2 separate regions of the Ovis aries genome follow, and region 1 is linked to region 2. Evidence: chromatin contacts called from public Hi-C data. All regions are on one chromosome and are shown on one strand. The core of a region is the stretch at or near the end of the contact, and the rest is flanking DNA. Distances in the headings are between cores, read along the strand shown.

The links. A called contact is a pair of places that touch in the nucleus more often than the background predicts.
Region 1: a contact with region 2 is called in a Hi-C map of mixed tissues, with 2.8 times the contacts expected there. The contact joins two enhancer-like sites. A contact is called at or near these places in 4 of 16 Hi-C or Micro-C datasets (mixed tissues, omental adipose tissue and tail adipose tissue).

Annotation. Positions count from the first base shown.
Region 1 is chr3:222,179,273-222,183,618 of ARS-UI_Ramb_v3.0, reverse strand. The region is part of intron 1 of WNT7B (Wnt family member 7B); the gene reads left to right. Among named protein-coding and RNA genes, the nearest start is that of WNT7B, 17 kb to the left of the region's middle. Within about 2 kb of position 2,053, at least 9 of the 54 cell types and tissues checked have an H3K27ac peak or open chromatin away from gene starts, as enhancers often do.
Region 2 is chr3:221,862,415-221,866,727 of ARS-UI_Ramb_v3.0, reverse strand. The region is part of intron 16 of FBLN1 (fibulin 1); the gene reads right to left. Among named protein-coding and RNA genes, the nearest start is that of TRNAG-CCC, 4.5 kb to the left of the region's middle. Within about 2 kb of position 2,112, at least 12 of the 54 cell types and tissues checked have an H3K27ac peak or open chromatin away from gene starts, as enhancers often do.

The DNA.
Region 1 (4,346 bases), core at 804-3,303, 320 kb before region 2:
CTGACCCCCGGGCTGGGGGCCTCATGCCTGCTCGGCCCTCAGCTCGCCGTGGGCCTTCAGATGCCCGGGCACCTCTGGGTTTCAACATCCCCACCTGCACCTCGGGGAGTGAGGAGAAAGGTCAGGGCTCAGGCCTGGGGAAGGTCTGGGCACAGCAGAAGGTGCAGGAAGCGTGGCCATGGCCCTGCGCAGACAGGAGCTGCTGAATCGCAGCCCCTAAGGCCGCCTCAGGAGCCTGGCGTCGATGCGCCCATGTTGGGCAGAGGAAGGGAGAATGGAGGAGAGACCCAGGTGGGCTTCTTGGAGGAGAGGGCATCCCTGGGCCTTGAGCCTTGCCTGGCTGCTGGGGGAGACAGGGTGGCCGGGAGGGGACTGTGGCACAGTCTGGCCAGACCCCCGGGAGCGTCGTGAAGGGCCTACACGCCCAGCAGAGGCCGGCATGTTTCTGAGGTCGGAGGTCAATGTCCTGAGTGACCGGGTGAGGCTCGGACTTCACAGATTTGGCTGACGTGGGGGCTGGATGGATCCTCCAGCTCCCCAGGCCAGGGAGGGCCTGGGAGAGCGAGGCTGTGCGTGTCTGCCTCTGGTGGCTGCAGTCCCTGCTCAGGACCCCCTACCCGCCTCCTGCTCTCTCTCAGGCCACCCGGTTTCTCTCCAGGGTGGGGTCCCCAGATGCCAAGCCAGGAATGCCAGTTATGCGGGGAGGGTGGGGGGGGGGCGGTGCGCCACCCGCGGGGGCGCGAGGGAGCGGGCGGACGCCGTGCTCTCTTCCCCGGAACACTGCGGGCAGCGAGCTGAGCGGGGCAGTGGCCTGGAAAGACTGCAGCCTGGGACCCGGCACGAGGAGCCAGCCCACAGGAGACCCCACCTGCAAGTGGGGGCCGTTCCCCACAGGGGACAGATGGGTAAACTGAGGCTCCCAGGGGCCAGCGAGAGTCAGGGGCTGAGCCGAACCTGAACACAGGATCCCGACCTGGAGAAGGCTCTAGGATCCAGCGGCAGTACCTAGATGGTTGCCCAGCCCCACTGCGCAGATGGGACATTGAGGCCTGGGCGTGGTCGGGGGGCCATAAGGCACCCCTCCTCCGTGCCCCCGACCACGGAACTCCCCGCAGTCTCCCCCTCTGTAAAGGGGGTTGGCAGGGCACACCCTGAAAAGACCTGCTGCAGATGGTGCGGGACACAGGGAGGAGGCCGCTCGGGAAGGATGGTCTTTTTGTCCTGTGGCCCCCTCCTCCCTTCTGGTGCAGGCCCTTTGACTGGGCAGGCAAGGGGATGCCTCACATGGCCTGGCAGACTTCAGTAAAGCCAGCCCTCTGCACATCCCCCCCTCCCCCCATTGTCCCGGGGCGTTAAAGCACTTCCTGACCCAGTAGGGGAAGAAGCCGTTTGCCAGCAGAGGGCTGACTGTGCTTTACTATCAGATGAGAAAACTGAGTCTCAGAAGAGTAGCCTTGGAGTGGCCTTCCCGTAGTCCAGGGACGTCCCCAAGTCACATGCCTCCCCTCAAGCTAGCCTAGAACCCCAGCCGGGGAAGGAGACGGAGACGGCAGATTCAAGGCCGGTTCAAGGGCGGGGCAGGTGGCCTGTGCGCCCCTGAGCCTTTGCTCTGCCTGCACCAGCCTCTTAGCCTGCTGTTCCGCTCCCTCTTGATCCCTCCGGCCGAGGAAGGCTGTGGAGACCCTGCTGGTGCCGAGCCCTGGGGCTGTGATGGAGGCCCAGGGGGTCTGCCGAGTGGTCCCTGACCCAGAAGACATTCTTGTCCGTGCTTGACAAGCAGGAGCACTGAGGCCACCATGCGTTCCTTACCCCAACTCTGCCCCTCGGGGCCCTGCTGGGCTCCAGAACTAAGAACCTCTTCCGGCTCATCTGTGGCTGGGAAGTTCTGGGCCAACCCCTGGCCACCCGAGGAAGAGGCTGGCGGGGATGCAGCCGTGGGTGGGCGTCGGGGCCAGGTGCCTCCCTCCCAGGTATTTGCCCAGTTACTTCCTGGACAAGTGGACCCAGGCTCGCCTCCCTGGCTGATCGCAGATAATTAGAACATTCTTCAAATATTTTGCCGGAGGATGCCCGAGAAGGAAGAACTACAAAGCGCCCCGGGCCAGGAACGTGGGCTGGAGGAGCTCTGGGCCGCTGGGCCCCCCGGGGCTAGGCCAGGGTTGGGGGCCTGGAGGGAGGCGGGATCTGGTTCAGCTCAGCCAGCCTGTCCCTGCCTCCCAGGGAGCTGGGGGCAGGGCTGGGGTGGGGAGGGGGGTCATGTCCAAGGTCTGGCTGGGTGCCCTCCCAGCTGGCAGGGGTGGATAGACCCTGCCCCACATGGCCTCAGGAAAAGCCTGAGGGGTCAGGCTTAGAGTCTGGCTCTCTTGGGGGACCGAAAGGGTGGGAAGGCCTCTCGGAGGAGGGTCTCTGAGGTGGGGAGGTCAGGAGGTCTGGGAGAAGGACCAAACGGTGAAGACGCAGAAGCAGAGCACAGAGCTAGTGACCCGAGGGAGAAGGGGTGTGGCAGCCTCGTGATTGACAGCACCCTGGGCCAATGAGGAACAGTCCAGCGCGGGACTCAGGCCTTGAAGCCACGCCCAGCCGGTGCTGGGGCGGGGCAGAGGGGCAGGCCGGAGCTGGGGAGGGCATCCCCAGAGGGAAGAGGGGGCCGGCTGGCTGGTGTCCTGCGGGAAAACCCTTTCTTCACTGCTCACCTCCCCAAGACAGGTACATGCTTCCTTCCTAGGGGGACGACAGGGGTCAGAGGTCGTCCCCCCGCCCCCTCCCCCGTAACACCCAGCTCCTGGCTCCGGTGTCTCTGGGAGGGGTCTGGGGTGTGGAGGCCCAGTTGGGCTAAGTCATGAGGTCTGGGTTCCGGAAAGTCCTTGGCTGCCAGCCCCCCATGGAGTGCTGCCCCAGTCCTGAGCTCAGGGGCCTTCCCAGGACCCTTAGGTGGGTTCAGGGCAGGCTTAACGCCCAGCCCTGGGGTGGGGAGGTGGGCCGCATCAGGGCGGGGACTCTGTCCTGTGAGGGGGAAGCCGGGGGTCCCTGCCACAGCGGGCGTTTGCCCTCTGCGGAGGCATCTTTGTCTCGGGCTGTGGTTTGCGGGTCGGTCATCAGGGAATTTGTAGGCGAAGCAGCATGCTGAGGTGGAGGTGCCTGGCCCAGCGGCCGCATGCGTGGCCGTCGCCTTAAGGCCCCGTGGACGGATCAGATGGCTTGAGGCTTCCTCTGGGCCTGAGAGGCTGTTCCGTCACGTGGGCCGGGCTGGCAGTGACACCATCTCTGTCTGGCTTTCTCAGGAAGACGGGTGCCAGCAGATCAGGGCCCAGGGGAGGGCACTCTGGGGTGGCCTCCCCTCATAATCACAGCAGCCTGCCCACCTCCAGGGCTCGCAGCGCTAGACCTCACATGGAGGCAGGCATTCGCTCAACAGTGTGTGAAGTGGCAAGGTTCTTGTTCAGTCGCTAAGTCGGTCGTGTCTGACTCTGCGACCCCGTGGATGGCAGCACGCCAGACTTCTTTGCCCTTCACTGTCATAGGCTGCTTTCTATGGACCTGGAAAAGTCGAAGAGAAGATGCGGTGTGCCTGGGGCGCCCGCCCTGCCGGGGCTATGTCAGTGGCAGGGTCCTGCTCTCTGTGCGGGGGGTGGGGTCCCTGTCCCTGGGAGGCCCCAGCGGATGTTCTCACATGTTCTGCTCACTCGCAGGTCCATCCAGCATCCACGAGGACCACTGAGGCTGGATGGGGCCTGGCGGGTGGGGCAGAGCGCACTGTGGGGAGTGAGTCAGCGGGGGCGGCGGAGGGCTGCCAGTGTGGGGAGGGCCTGGGACTCGGGCCCTGCTCCCAACCTGGCACGAGTTTGGGGGCCTCCTTCAGCAGCCCCCCGGGGAAGCCCCCCAGTGTGGCCCCTGGGGACCGATGGGGGAGGATGGTTCTCCAGGTGGACAGGTGACCCTTTAACTGTCTTTGAGGGTCAAGGATGAGGCGATGAGGTACTGACCACCTGGGACCAGGCTCCTTCCCTCCCTCCCTCCCTCCCTGAGTTCCTGGGCAGGTGGTTGGACCTTCGGGACCTTTCATGCTTATTCTGAGGAATAACAACAGCAGCTATTACTATAATTGTCATAACATTCGCCTCCCCACTACTCAGGGGACTCTGAGCCGAGTCCAGCACACAGCAGGCGCTCATGCCACCTCGAGTCCAACAGCATGAAAGATTTAGGCTAGACTACTAGCCACCGGGGCGGGTTTGGAGGGTGTTGGCTCCTGACCACAGCAGGGGTGTCCTACACAGGGACGGGGAAGGACAGGATGGTTCTAGTTGAGCACTGGGGAGACTCTGGCTCCCCCCAGTCGACCCCTC
Region 2 (4,313 bases), core at 863-3,362:
CACTGCAATTTGAACATGCCCGGCTCGCCTCTGCCTCAGGGCCTTTGCACCTGCCGTCCCCACTGCCTGGAGCTCCCCCTCCAGATCTCTGCACGGCTCATTTCCTCAGCTCCCTGGGTCCTCAGACGAATGTCTCCCACCACCAGACACACAGTGGCTGCCCCCTCCCATCTCCTCCCCCGCCCTCTGCATAGCACTCACACTGCCTGACAGTGTGGATGTTATACTTGTCTCCTGCCTGCTCCTACCCCCGGAAGGAAACGTGTACATGGCTAGGATTCCCGTCTGTCTCTCTTGGCCGATGCCTCCCTAGAGCACAGCCTGCTCCCTTGGGACACACACGTTATTTGCTAGAAGAATAAAGACCAGAGTCTATAAGAAGCTCGGCCCTGGGGCTCTGGGAGCGCAAAGCAGCAAGCCGCACACCCTGCCTGTGGGGGTGGGGCACGGAGGCTGTGCGAGAGGAGGTGATAGCCAACTTGGGCTCTGAGGGATGGATAGGAGCTTAACCAAGGGGAGCAGCAGGTGAATGCCACAGCTCAAGTCCAGGGGACCGGAGAGGCCATGAAGCGGCTGCGGTCTTTGGCACGGGCTGGTGTGTCTGGAGCAAAGCGGAGGGAAGAGGAAGGGAAGGATGCTGGACGCTGGGGAGCAGATAAGCAAGCTGAGGCTGAAGACGTCTCCAGCCAGGCGGCAGGACTGGACGTGAAAGGTGGGGGTTAAAACCCGGTAGACCCATTAAGCAACCGGCTGCGGGGGCGGGAGGAGGGGAGCAGAGGGTCCCTGGCTTCAGGAGCCTCGTGGCTGGGGCACCTTTTGCCACCATGTGGACGCACCCCGCTGAGAAACGAGGGAGGCTCCGGCCAGGCTGGCGGACCTCATGGCCGGGAGCCGACGTCGGGGGTGGGGGCAGGGGGCCAGCAGATGTGAGAAGCAGCCCACGTGATGCGCGGGTCCACGGGCAGGAGCAGAGAGAGAGGTGTCCAGTGAGGCCCACGAAAGCAGAGGACCCCACTGAGCCCTAAGAGTCCCGTGCCAGCCTGGGGGTGGCCTCTGAGAGTTTCTGCTTCTGTGAAACTGGGTGTCGGGCGCCCTCCTCACAGGGCTTTGCAACAGGAATATCTGCTTTCCTATGAGTCACGATGGCTCCGGGCCCAATGCCTATGGCCCATCGCTGCTCCGTGAGGCCCCAGCACAGTCAGCACAAAAGGTGCTGGTGTCCGTCCCGCTCTCACGCCCCGTCTCAGGCCTCTGAGAGGGCGCCGCCTGCCCTCTGCGTCCCCCTGCCCTCCAACGACCGCCAACCTCCAGGTGAGGTCGCCGAGGCCCGCCTCTTTGCATCCCCGGGAAACGACTTGGCTGCCGGCCAGGGTGTGGCCCCAGGGGGTGGGGCGGGGGCTGTGCCTCCCGGAGAAGAGAAAGCGCCTAATCCCGGGATTTGCCGTGAAAGCAGGACAGGGCCGATCACTCATCACCAGCAGAGACGGCCGCGCTGTTGTTTTTAGGTGGAATTTCTGAATCTCATCCGTAATGTGTACTGATTCTGGGCCAAGCTTTCCGAATCAGGCTCCCGGACGGGTCAGCAGTGTGTGTTTAACCCCTTAAGAGGTAAAGATTTCAAAGAGGCGATCTGGGCCCCTGCAGGCTGGAATGACTGAGAGTGACTTGAAGGCAGACGGCTGGGCAGACAAGCTCTTTGCTTTGCATGAGGCTTCCCCTGGCCAGGGGCTGAGGTACAGGCAGGTAGCTGTCTTTACGCATAAGCTCTTGCACTGGGGCTGCTGTGTACAGCTGACCAAGCTGCGCAGTGCAGGTAGAAGAGGCTGTGAATGGCACCCCCCAGGGTTGTGCGGTGCGCAGAAAGTCAACTGTAGACTGCAGCCTTGCCACGTTATTGTCTCTCCCACTGAGACATTAACAGAGGCAAAACCTACTGCTGAAAAACAAACTGTAGGAACTCAGATGGCAGGATGCTAGGGAAGCTAGGAGGCAACTTCGTGAAAGCAGGATTTGTGGCTTGAGTGTAAACTTGTTCCCCAGAACCCAGCATGGGGTTAGGCATGGGGTAGGAATCCAGGAGGTTCTTGCTGAACAAATAATTCAAGGATGACAGAACTCAGGAGGAATGGCCTCCACCATTCTGCTTCCGGCCTGACTCATCAGCCCAGGCCACGAGGGGTGCCTATGACACAGCTCCCAGGTCACTGGAGCCACTTTGGGGTGAACAGTCCCAGTAGCATCCCATGTGCCTGCTCTCCTGTCCTTTCAGGGGGCTCCGAGACCTCACCCAAACGGCCTCCTCACAGTGGCTCATTTATCCCCTAACAACCTACCCAGCTATGTTACAGTACATAGGACTCCTTCTGGTCCTCATACCCCGGCAAGGCAAGCATTACTATGGCAATCTCACTGAGAAGAAAACCGAGGCTCAGAGAGGTTATGAGACCTGCCTGAGGTCACACAGCTAGAAATGGACAACCAAGCAAGAACCGACGCCAGGATATCTGACCCCAAGCTCAGTGCTCCAACGGTGGGAGCAGAGAGTCCAGGGTGTTTTGCCCTAAAAGGGCCACCCCAGCCATTGATATTATTCAAAAGTGAAATACAGTAACAGTCCTTGTATGCTCACAATAAAACTTAGAATGCTCTTTCAAAATGTAAAAGCTTTTGGTTCCCTTGAGGAGGGGGGAGTGAGGATATTGTTATGCGGGTGGTGAGATATGGGCCAAATTTAGAGGCTCTGGCACAGACAACGTGGGCTATGTGAAAAAGTTTGGGTTCCATGAATACTGACTACACCTACTACATGCCAGGTGCTGCCAGGAGCTCTCCTTATCATTTCCTCTAATGACAAGAATGGTGTCTGCAATTAGGGACTGTCCCTCCTCAACCTAACCCATGTCCACGCGTGCGTGCTCAGTCACTCAATCGTGTCCCACTCTTTGTGACCCCATGGACTGTAGCCCACCAGACTCCTCTGTCCGTGGGATTCTCCAGGCAAGAATCCTGGAGTGGGTTGCCATTTCCTCCTCCAGGGGGATCTTCCTGACCTAGGAATCGAACCCGCGCCTTCTGTGTCTCCTGCATTAGCAGGCGGATTCTTTACCACTGGGAAGCCTTAAAAGATGAGCTGGACCATCTCCATTCATTCAGACTTTATTGCGAGCATGACTGGTTGCCATGGTACATGGGCAGGAGCTGAAGATAGGAGCACCTCTGTTTCTCAGGGGACCCAGGGGCGTGCAGCACACCTCCTTGCCAGCTGACAGTGATGCTCTTCGTTTTTTTCCTATAGCAACGGTGATGCCCACCAAGGATCCAGAGGGCCATTCACGAAATCAACCATTGGGTCTAAAAAGTAGCTTGAGCTGAGTGCTGTCTAGTTCCTATTGGCTTTGGGGAGGTTCTAGTAGAAATTTTGCCAAAGCACACCCTCTATATAGACAGGTTTTTTTTTCCTCCCTCTCCTTAGAAAAACAGTTTAAAAGGAGTAGTGAGCAAGGAGGGGTCAGGGAGGGCTGAGGCTCAGATACCACCAACCATCCAGGGGCCTGGGGAGTCCCGGGGGAGGGTCCCCCATTGCCGGTGGCTGATGATACACAGACTGCACCCACCTCACCAGGGCCCCTGTTAGTCATCTCCAGGAACTATTACCTGAAAGGCCCCTTCTGAAGCAGCCCCTGATCACAGCCAGTGCTGTGCTGGGCGGAGTGAAGCCGGGGCTGGATAAGGAAGGCTTTGTAGTGGCCTGAGAATACCTCAGGCATTAATAGAGCATTTTTTGCACAGGTTGAAAATGTATTCTTCATTTTTCATTGACAGCTGGTGAAAGAGGAATGTAACAGGGTGGCTGCACCCGGCTTTAAGGAGAGAGCAGCTCAGCCCTGCTCAGAGCCACCTTTATCCCTGCGGAGAGCTGGTTTTTAAAGGACGCATTAGGGGAAGGTCTGGCCCTTTCAGGTTCTTAATCAACTTGGAGTGCTTTCTCCTTCTGTGATCTGGGGGAGCAACGACCTTCACCGTGTCACGGTCTCAGCGGCTTGTGCACTGGTTAATTTTCTGGGACACAAACTCTTGGTAACTCTGCCCAAGTCAACACCCACAGTCCGAGAGCTCCGGCTCTGGGTGTCTGGGGAAGATTGGGCTCTAGGCCCGCTCCACCTCCAGCAGCAGGAGTGCCCAGCACAAACCACACCTGCCTTCTCTGGCCATTGGTCCCTCCTCCTTTGCTTCCAGCACTGAGTATCAGCTGCTCCTTCACGTGCACCACAACCCAGCTCAGACCTCACCTCTTCCACGAAGCCTTCCTGACC